Linked DNA regions of Mus musculus: all the other regions are linked to region 2. A link is a contact called in public HiChIP or PLAC-seq data. All regions are on one chromosome and are shown on one strand. The core of a region is the stretch at or near the end of the contact, and the rest is flanking DNA. Distances in the headings are between cores, read along the strand shown. Region 1 holds the start of Hcst (hematopoietic cell signal transducer). Region 2 holds the start of Ggn (gametogenetin). Region 3 holds the start of Itpkc (inositol 1,4,5-trisphosphate 3-kinase C).

Region 1 (2,875 bases), core at 254-2,753, 1.2 Mb before region 2:
CCACGTGGCCGTTCCCTTCTTTAGAGTTAACTTTCATTTATAATGCTTTTTTTCTCCCCGTTTGGTTTCAGTTTTGATTTGAGAGAGAGAGAGAGAGGAGAGAGTAAGGGGAAGGGCAGATTCATGTAGCCCAGGTTGGCCTAGCACTCTAGGTAACTGAGGATAACCTTGAACCCCTCCTGATTCTCTTGCTTCCATTTCCCAAATGTTGGGTTATAGATATTGGAGCCATATCAACTACCAATATTGGCTCTTTTGTTTGTTTTTCAGCCCCAACTCCACCCTACCCCCAGAGACAGAGTCAAACTATGTAGCTCTAGCTGTCCTGAAACTCACCATGTAGACCAGGCTGGCCTTAGAATCCACAGAAATATGCCAGCTTCTGTCTCCAAAGTGCTGGGATTAAGGGCGTGTGCCACTCTGTCTGGTTCCAATATTTGCCTTTTAAAAAAAAGTGTGTGAACTCCCCTGGAGGTGGAAGACCACGTGCTCTGAAGCCTACTGTAGATACCGGCCTTTTTGTGACAGTTATGGGGCCCTAATACAAGTCAAGTACCTTTATCCCAAACCTTCTCCCTACCAACACTTTGTTTTTGAGACAGGGGCTTCCTACATCCAAGTAGCTGGCCTGGCCATGCACCTGCTAAAACAGCCAGGCTAGCCTTGAACTCACAGCCATTTATTTTTTTCCTCACTTGTCTCCCTAGTGCTGGACATACAGGCTTGGGCAATCATGCCTGGCTTACTTATTCACCATTTAAAGAACTCTGCTAACATAAAGGAGACACTTTGCTGGGCACTGGAGATAGAGAGGTGTGAGCCAAACAGGAATTCCCAGTCCACCAGGCAACCAACAATTCTCAGTTCCCACTTGGTGACCTTCCTTGGCATTGAACTGTGATGACCAAATCTCTCCTTCTCTCTTACAACACTGCCGGGGGTTGGGTCTCCCCTCCCTTGCTTCTGCCCTGCCCTCAGCTTCCCTTGCACTCTCTGGCAGTGTGCATGTGTGTGTATCTCTTTAACAATCTCACCCAGTCTATGGCTTTACACGTGTCCTCCAACCATCAACCCTCTCAGATTTACGTGTCAGGACCAGTCTTGTCCCTAGACTCTGAACCCTACCTGTGGGCATTCACATTTCCAGAAAGATCTGTTAGGTATTTTCAACTCAGTGTGCCCAAACACAGGCAGCCCTTCTCTCCCTCCTTAACCAGTGCTTCCTCACTATCTTTCAACCCACTCTCCACTCTTCTAATCTCGCTCAGGCTGGGAACGACAGTCACCATGATCCCCTTTCTCAAACACACCCCCCCTCCTCCCCAAGTGTTGTTGGCTCTACCTCCAGCTTATTTCCATAATCTCCCTGGTGCCCACACCATGGTCCTCTTGCCACTCCACCGAGATGATCACGGAAGCTTCTCTGGGCTCTGACTCCCCCATATTTGTTCTCCAAAGGAAGTCTTGACACACATGCACCCACACAGGAAGTAGGTAGCATTGTCACCATCGGGGTGACATCCGTCCTAGCTGCCTCTCTTCTCCTCTACTGTTCTGAGGACTTCCCTGGACCACAGTTTTGGCCAGATCCCTTCAGGTCCCAGCCCAGCATGGACCCCCCAGGCTACCTCCTGTTCCTGCTTCTGCTCCCAGGTGAAGCCAGTGCTGGGGTTGAGGGGACAGAAAGGCTGCCATCTGCTGTCAGAGGCACAGAGAGGAAGTCGGTCTCCCTGTGCCCCTGAGTCCTTGGGGGTTGGGCATGGGATTCTGAAGCCCTGCTGAGTCACTTCTATTTCCCTTTTCTGGTGGCTGTGGAGGGGGTGGGGGGGGGGAGCTCTCCTTCCAGTTTACCTCTCCACTGTGGAGTTTAGTTAGGTCTTAAGAACAGTGAGAATTTTTGGTTTCTCTAAAAATGTAGTTACGCTATGTGAACACTTTTGTTTTAATCCCAGGTCTGGGATATGGGGCTGCTTAAGATTGCCCGTGGCAGGTGACTATGATTTGTCTCATGCTCTGGCAGGGGTGTGATCCTGCCAGCTGAAGATAGTTTACTTTTGGAATTCTGGGGACTCTTGAGCGGTATAAAGAGGCCAGAGCCCTAGAGGCCGCAACAGTGGCTAGTGCTCCGATTGTTGCCCCTTTTGCTGGATTGCTGGTTAGAGACATCCTAAGAGCTTGTCCCTAGAACTTGACACCCCTAACCAGCAGGAAGTTGTCTAAAGTGGTCTACAACCCCTTCCCCCTCTAATCTTCTTTCTTGCTTACCTGGTGTTAGGGGGGTTGGAAGGGACTGGGATGGAGAAGGGTGCTAGACCCCAGTAAAGTAGCCAAAAAGCATTTAACCACCAGCCATCCAGCAAACAGCCAATGCAGCAACAGCAGGGGGAGGAGCCACAGCCTCCAGGGCTCTGGCATTTTCCCAGCCTCTCAAGAGTCCCCAGAATTCCAGAAGTTAATTAGCTTCAGCTGGCAGAATCACGCCCCTGCCAGAGCACGAGACAAATCATAGCTACCGTGGACAATCTTAAGCATCCCCATATCCCAGACCTGAGATTAAAACAAAGCATGTTCACACAACTGTTTTTCGCTTTTTTTTTTTTTAAGAAGCCAAAATTCACACTACACTCAAGCATCCCACCTGCCCTAAGCCTGGGTGTTGGGGTTTGCTCCCCTGTACTTCCAACCTCCATCCACCTTCTTGGGTTTTTCCACAGTGGCTGCAAGTCAGACATCGGCAGGTGAGGAATGAAAGAAGCCTTAGCCCTTGTAACTTCAGCAGCGCCTGCAACCCTTAAGTCTGTCCCACAGCACGCCCCTGGCTTGTGACGATCCTAATCTCAGAGCCCTTCCCAGGTCCCATCTTGACTCTTCACCA
Region 2 (2,955 bases), core at 69-2,568:
ATGGCGCAGGCAGCAGGGTCCCCACGGGGGGCGGGGGTGGTGTGGAGACCGCAGCCGCCTCCTCTGGAGGGGGTGTCACTGGCGAGGGCAGTTCTAAGGTCAGGGGCAGGGGCGAGGATGAGGCCTGGGGCTCCGGGGGTATCAGGAGTCCCGGGGGCCCGGAACTGCCAGGGAACCAGACGCCCAGCCCTCGAGCCAGGCGCATGGCAGGGGATGAGGGGGTCACCTCGGGCTCCACTAGAGGCGTCCTGCGGGAGTCGGAGGCGCGGTCTGAGGCCTGCTCTTTTCGGGAACCCCCGCCCGCGGACGGCTCCGACTGCACGTTCCCCATTTTTGAAGAAGGTCGGGGACTGTGGTTAAAAAAACTTTCACCAGTCAGTCGGCGGGTTCTGCGGGGACTCCACGGCTCAGGCTGTTCTTGGACTGCCCCTGTCTGCATTGGTCTGCCCTGTCCTCCAATATTATCTCAGCCCCCGGCTCTTAAGTCTTCAGTTCTCCGATTCGCCATGGTCACGCCCCCTTCCCCATGGTCTCAAGGCTGCAGTTCTTACTCTTCGAACCTAACTTCTTAGTGTACAAAGGCGCCAACCCTGATCCCTTGGATCACATCCCTAACACTTTTGCCACTCCCGGGATCTCCAGGCTCCAGGAGTCAGTCTCGCCAGCCTCTCTGTTGAAAGTTTCAAACCACATGGGTAATGATGGTTATGCCCAATAGCCAACAATGAATTCACGCTTCTCTTTCAACACTAGTCTAACCAGGCCCCGCCCCATTCTCTAGTCGCTCCTGATTGTCAAGAATCCGGCCATATCCTCGCCCCTCACCGCCCCGGATCAGGTCCGTCTCTGCCTAACAAATACCTGGGACTGTGATCTAATTAGTTCCCTAGTCCTTCAGTCCTAACCCTCCGATCACCCACCGTCTCTCTGTGTCGATCATTTGGATCCCTCCCTCTTCCTAGCCAGCAACAAATCCTCAAGCCTCTTAAACTTTTCCCGCTTGGCGTTTGTGACAGATCTTAACTTAGGCTCCACCCCTTTCCTAAAGCTCCGCCCAGCTCCGCCTCTTAAGTGGACCCAACTCACCGACTCCTCCAGCCGACCAAAGATCAGATCACTGCCCCGTGGGCCCAAGGCAGGGCGGGGAACGGCCGTAGCAGAAAATAACCGAAAAGAACGGGTGTGCGGGTGAAGGCAAGTGGGCGAGACAGCGAGGACGACCCCCGAGATCTAGGCCCCGCCCCGAGCTCGAGGCCCTGCCCCCTGCAAGCCAGCTTGAGTGCAGCCCTTCAAACCTGGATCACCCTTAGAAAAATACAGAAAACTCTTCATAGTGGGTAGGCAGGCCCCTTCTCATTAAGCCCCACCCCTTTATAATGCCACACCCCTCTCTCTTAAGCCCCTCCCCGGACCCCCACCCATGGCAAACACTTGCTACATAGCTCCTCCTTTTGAGCCTCTTATTTGACCTGTCACTAAGGAAATTTATGTCCAAGCTCCGCCTTGCTAAGTCCAGGCAGCATCTCTTTCTAAGACCCTGTCTTTCCTGGGATGGCTCAGAAGGTCCACCCGCCCGCCCCTTCCGTGACGCACCCTCTCAGTTCCTTCAGCGTCCAAACCTCCTTCCTTACTCAGGCTCCCAGGCCCCTCCCCTTTTCGAACCCTGCCAGGCATCCCGCCCCTCCCATTCAGAGCCCTGACCGTGGACCACCTTCTCTCTAGAACCTTGGGACCAGGGTCTATTTCTGTTCCCTTCTCATATCATCAGGGACCAACCGTTCAGATAAGTGGAAAAGTGGGGATTCCCTTCTGGGTCCCGAGAAAATGGGGGCTATAGATGTTCGTTGTAGCCCTAGCCGGGCTCTAGGACCCAGCGGGCATGTACGCCTGCCTTGCTTCTACCCCTCCCCCAAGCCGCCCCCTCCCCCACACACATCTTCCAGGTTCCCCCTCCCTCCCCCCTCGCCCCGGCTCCCGGTGCCCGTCTCCAGCGCCGCCGGAGCCAGTGAGGGAGCGGGAGAGAAGAGGAGGAGGAGGAGGAGGAGGAGGAGGAGGCCGCGTCGCCGCCGCTCGGAGCCCGGCCGGAGCCTCCCAGGCAGGTGCCCAGAGTGGCGAGGGGGCGGGGGGCTGACGAGACTGCCTGCCAGGGTGAGGGGGCAGCCTGGATCGCATCTGTAATCCTCTGCCCACCCTTGCACCCTGCGGACACAAGCTGGGAGAACAAGAGGGGTGGGGGCACCAAACTACGCGGTAGCCATTTGGGGTGCCAATCTCCATTTGGGGGTCCTGGACTTCTTCCGAGGATGCCCCATTCACAAAATTCTGTCGTGGACCCTCGCCATTGAGGAACTCTGATGACTACTCTCCCCGGGAAAATAGATGTGTGGGAGCATAGGACACCCCAAGATCTCAGTGCCCTATCTCAGCTAGGCCTTTGGGGGGGACCCCAGCCCTCTTTCCCCGCTTCACCTGTTGTTGGGGGAGGCGGGCGGACAAAGGAAGCAGTGTCACGTGACTGCTCATTCACAAAATCCCATCCCATTGAGAAAAGGGGGCTGGGGGCGCTGTGGCCGCCCCTTCCCCTCCTGAACGGCTGGGGAAACCCGACATCCTGCAGGTGGGGGAGGGGGCTAGAACTCGTTGCCTGGGCTCATAAGGTTGGGACTTCATGCTCCATGAGCCTGGGACAGTGGGGCTGAATGGTAATCCTGATTGCTGGGCGGAGGGCTACATCCCCTAAACTGGGGGCGGGGTAAAATGTTTCTGAAGGATGGCGGGGGGCGGGGGGGTGAGGGGCTGGATCATTATCTCCCCTCCCATCTCTCTTGGCTTCCCTCAACTGAGACCAACCGGAGCAGCCTTGATTTTTGTGAATGAAATGCTCCTTGTATCTTTTCGGTCTCCGGTTGCTGGTTTTCTCTGCCTCCATCTCCTTCTCGGCCTCTCTTTCTGGCC
Region 3 (3,096 bases), core at 216-2,715, 1.9 Mb after region 2:
ACTTTATTATTCGAGGCAGGGTTTCTATATGTAGCTCTGGCTGACCTGGAACTAGCATAAATTCACAGAGATCTGTCTGCCTCTGTCCTGAGTACTGGGGATTAAAGGTGTGTGCCACCCTGCCAGCCTTAAAAAGATTTAATTTTATGTGTGCGGGTAATTTTGCCTGCAAATGTCTGTGCATGCTATGCATGCCCTGAAGAAACCACAAGAGGGTGTTCAATGCCCTAGAATTGTGGTTAGAGATGATTGTGAACCCCCATTCAGGGTGCTAGAAACCAAACTCCCAATTCTTCAAGAGAGCGACTAATGGCTCTTAACTACAGATCCATCTCTCCAGCCCTGAGACTGTTTTTGTTGTTTTTCTTTTTCTTTCTTCCTTCCTTCCTCTCTCTCTCTCTTTCTCTCTCTCCCCTGTTGTTGTTGGTTTGTTTGTTTTTCAAGACAGGGTTTCTCAGTATAGCCCCTGGCTGTCCTGGAACTCACTCTGTAGACCAGGCTGGCCTCAAACTCAGAAATCCGCCTGCCTCTGCCTCCCAAGAGCTGGGATTAAAGGCGTGCGCCACCACCGCCCGGGTTTTGTTGTTTTTCAAGACATGGTTTCTGTGTAATAGCCCTGGCTGTCCTAGAACTCACTTTGTAGATCAGGCTGGCCTTGAACTCAGAAATCTGCCTGCCTTTGACTCCTTAGTACAGTAATTAACGGTGTAGGGCACATACCCGGCTAGCCCTGGAATTCTTTGAAAACAAACACATATAAATTTATTTATCCACAAATCTCGCACTCTGCAGTCCTGGGCTCGAACTCAGGACATCAGATTTGGCAGACCTGCTGTCATTTCATTCCCCTCCCCTTTTGTGTGTATTGGGGAGGAGTGTTTGAGATGGGGGGTCTATGTGGTCCAGGTTGGCCTAGAACTCACATAGATCCGTTAGCCTCTGCCTCCAGAGTGCGGGTATAAAAAGCTGTACCATCAAGTTGTCTCCTCTGTGTGCGTGTGTGACTACCCCTGACTAGGAACTGGCCATGGAACTAAGGATGACAACCTCTGAACCTCCACTCTCCATTTCCCAAGTGTTGGGATTACAGGTTTGTACCACCATGCATCAGACTTCTCACGGGAGATTTAGTGGAAGGGAAGGCAACTAACTGCTTGAGAATTGACTGCGGAAGCACTGAAACTTACGCCTGTGGGGATGTCTCAAGTCTTTGGAAAGTCCATCTTGTCTCTGAATGTTGAATGAGTGCGTGGTTGAACTTGTTACTGGGGCGGAGTAAGTGATGTAGGGAAAGATCGCGGGGGCGCACGACCTAGACCCTGACCAGAATCAGAAGCCAAGTGCTGGTTCCCTGCGAGACACACGGTGGCATCCGAGGCTCCGCCCCACACTCGTCAACTCGTCACTTCCGGCGAGGGCCGTGTTTTGGGCTTTCCCTGGGAGGTGGAGTATCGGTTAACCCCTGCATATCCGAGCGGCCTGGAGCTCGGCGGGCCGGAACCCACGAGTTGGGGCTCCCCAGCCACACCCCTCGTAGGATTTTAAAGGGGAAGGAGGGGCCGGACGGGCCAAAGCCCGGGCCCTGGGAGCGGGTATGAGGCGCTGCCCGTGCCGGGGGAGCCTGAGCGAGGCGGAGGCCGGCGCACTGCCAGCCGAGGCCCGCATGGGGCTGGAGGCGCTGCGAGGTGGGCGGCGGCGACAGCCTGGACTACAACGACCTGGACCGGGAGCAGGTGGCCCGACGGGACGGCCGGAGGGGGGCGGTCCCCGGGCCTGGATCGAGGAGTCCAGCCTCCACTCCGAGGCGGAGAGGACCGACCTCGAGCCTGCGCCGTGTCCGAACGGTCCACAGGCAGAATCCTGTGGAGATGGACACGCGGAGTGCGAAGCAGCTGGCCTAGTAGTTGCGTCGGAGAAGCCCAGGCAAAATAAGGAGCTAGACGGGTCCAACCTCCAGACACATCCAAGAAGGAACAGCCCCCTGGTTGAGATGGAGATGGCCGGTTCCTGGACAGATGGCTTTCGAACTGATCTTCACAGATCTGACCTCCAGTCTCGGCCAAAGAGAGCCAGCCTCTGTACCCAACCAGGGTTTGATGAGTCCTGGACCGAACTGGACAGATCCGATATGTGGCAGACTCTGCCAGAGAGGGACAACAAGCCCAGGGTTGATAACCTTAGGACCCACCATGGCGTGTCCAAACTCCAAACTCACCCAGTCTGCCTCTCACCAGAATCAAGTGCTGATAACTCCGGCAAAGAATTGTCCGCGGATGCTTCCAGGACTCCACATGACACCGACGGCTTCTGGATAGAGTCCCAAACTGATGACTCTCTCAAAGGACCTAGTACTCAGACAGCCTGCAGACAACCTGGGAGTGATGGTTTTTCCTCAAAAGACACTGAGAGTGCCTTGACTCAACCTGGCACTGATGGCCTCCGGGATGACAGCGTTTTGGGGGAGTCCAATGGAAATGATCCATTAGATTTATCAGAGCCTGGAGAGTTGGTGACTAACCTGTGCTCCCACCTGGAGTGCAGCTCCCTGTGTCCTGTGCCCCGCCTTATCATCACCCCAGAGACTCCTGAACCTGAGGCCCAGCCGGTGGGACCCCAATCCCGGATTGAGGGGGGCACTGGCGGCTTCTCTTCTGCCTCCTCTTTTGATGAATCTGAGGATGACTTGGTAGCCGGGGGCGGAGGTACCAGCGATCCTGAGGACAGAGCTGGAGTGAGTAGGACCCACCACCCCAAATCTCATGTCCTCCCATCCTTTTGCCTTGGCTTAGAAAGTCCTCTTCCAGGTTACTCTTACCTACCTGCCGGCAATTCCATCTCTCGCTCCCTCTTCCATTCACTGGTCACTTCCCCGTGACACCAGGTGACTAACCCATTTCATTAACCCCCTACTCTTTGCTCTTTCATTTCTGTCTTTTCCTTTAACCCCTCTGTCACTAGTTCTTGGGAGCGGTCCGCAGTGGACCTTAATCAGGCCTAAGGGATCTCTGAGATTGTGCCAGTGTGTGAGTCTAGGTGCACACATAATTTTACATGCAAGGCTTCTGTGGACTCCTCCGCAGGAAGTCTGATGCCCAG

The links. HiChIP or PLAC-seq counts read pairs in DNA pulled down with a chosen protein or histone mark.
Region 1: a contact with region 2 is called in an H3K27ac HiChIP or PLAC-seq map of bone marrow-derived dendritic cells, with 5 times the contacts expected there. The contact joins the promoter of Hcst here to the promoter of Ggn in region 2. A contact is called at or near these places in 2 of 39 promoter capture datasets (liver and neutrophils), 1 of 484 Hi-C or Micro-C datasets (B cells) and 1 of 115 datasets of contacts at active chromatin or transcription factors (bone marrow-derived dendritic cells).
Region 3: a contact with region 2 is called in a FOXA1 HiChIP or PLAC-seq map of pancreatic cancer cells. The contact joins the promoter of Itpkc here to the promoter of Ggn in region 2. A contact is called at or near these places in 1 of 39 promoter capture datasets (pre-B cells) and 1 of 115 datasets of contacts at active chromatin or transcription factors (pancreatic cancer cells).

The regions. Positions count from the first base shown.
Region 1 is chr7:30,418,482-30,421,356 of GRCm38.p6, reverse strand. It overlaps Hcst (hematopoietic cell signal transducer), which reads left to right and starts at 1,503. Exons shown (of 4, transcript NM_011827.3): 1 at 1,503-1,653; 2 at 2,715-2,738. The coding sequence starts at 1,611.
Region 2 is chr7:29,168,573-29,171,527 of GRCm38.p6, reverse strand. Ggn (gametogenetin) reads right to left here and starts at 1,318. Exons shown (of 3, transcript NM_001358852.1): 1 at 1,087-1,318; 2 at 1-350. The coding sequence starts at 331. It overlaps Spred3 (sprouty-related EVH1 domain containing 3), which reads left to right and starts at 2,881. Exons shown (of 6, transcript NM_182927.3): 1 at 2,881-2,955.
Region 3 is chr7:27,226,986-27,230,081 of GRCm38.p6, reverse strand. Itpkc (inositol 1,4,5-trisphosphate 3-kinase C) reads left to right here and starts at 1,465. Exons shown (of 7, transcript NM_181593.3): 1 at 1,465-2,731. The coding sequence starts at 1,595. It also overlaps a transcript of Coq8b not described here.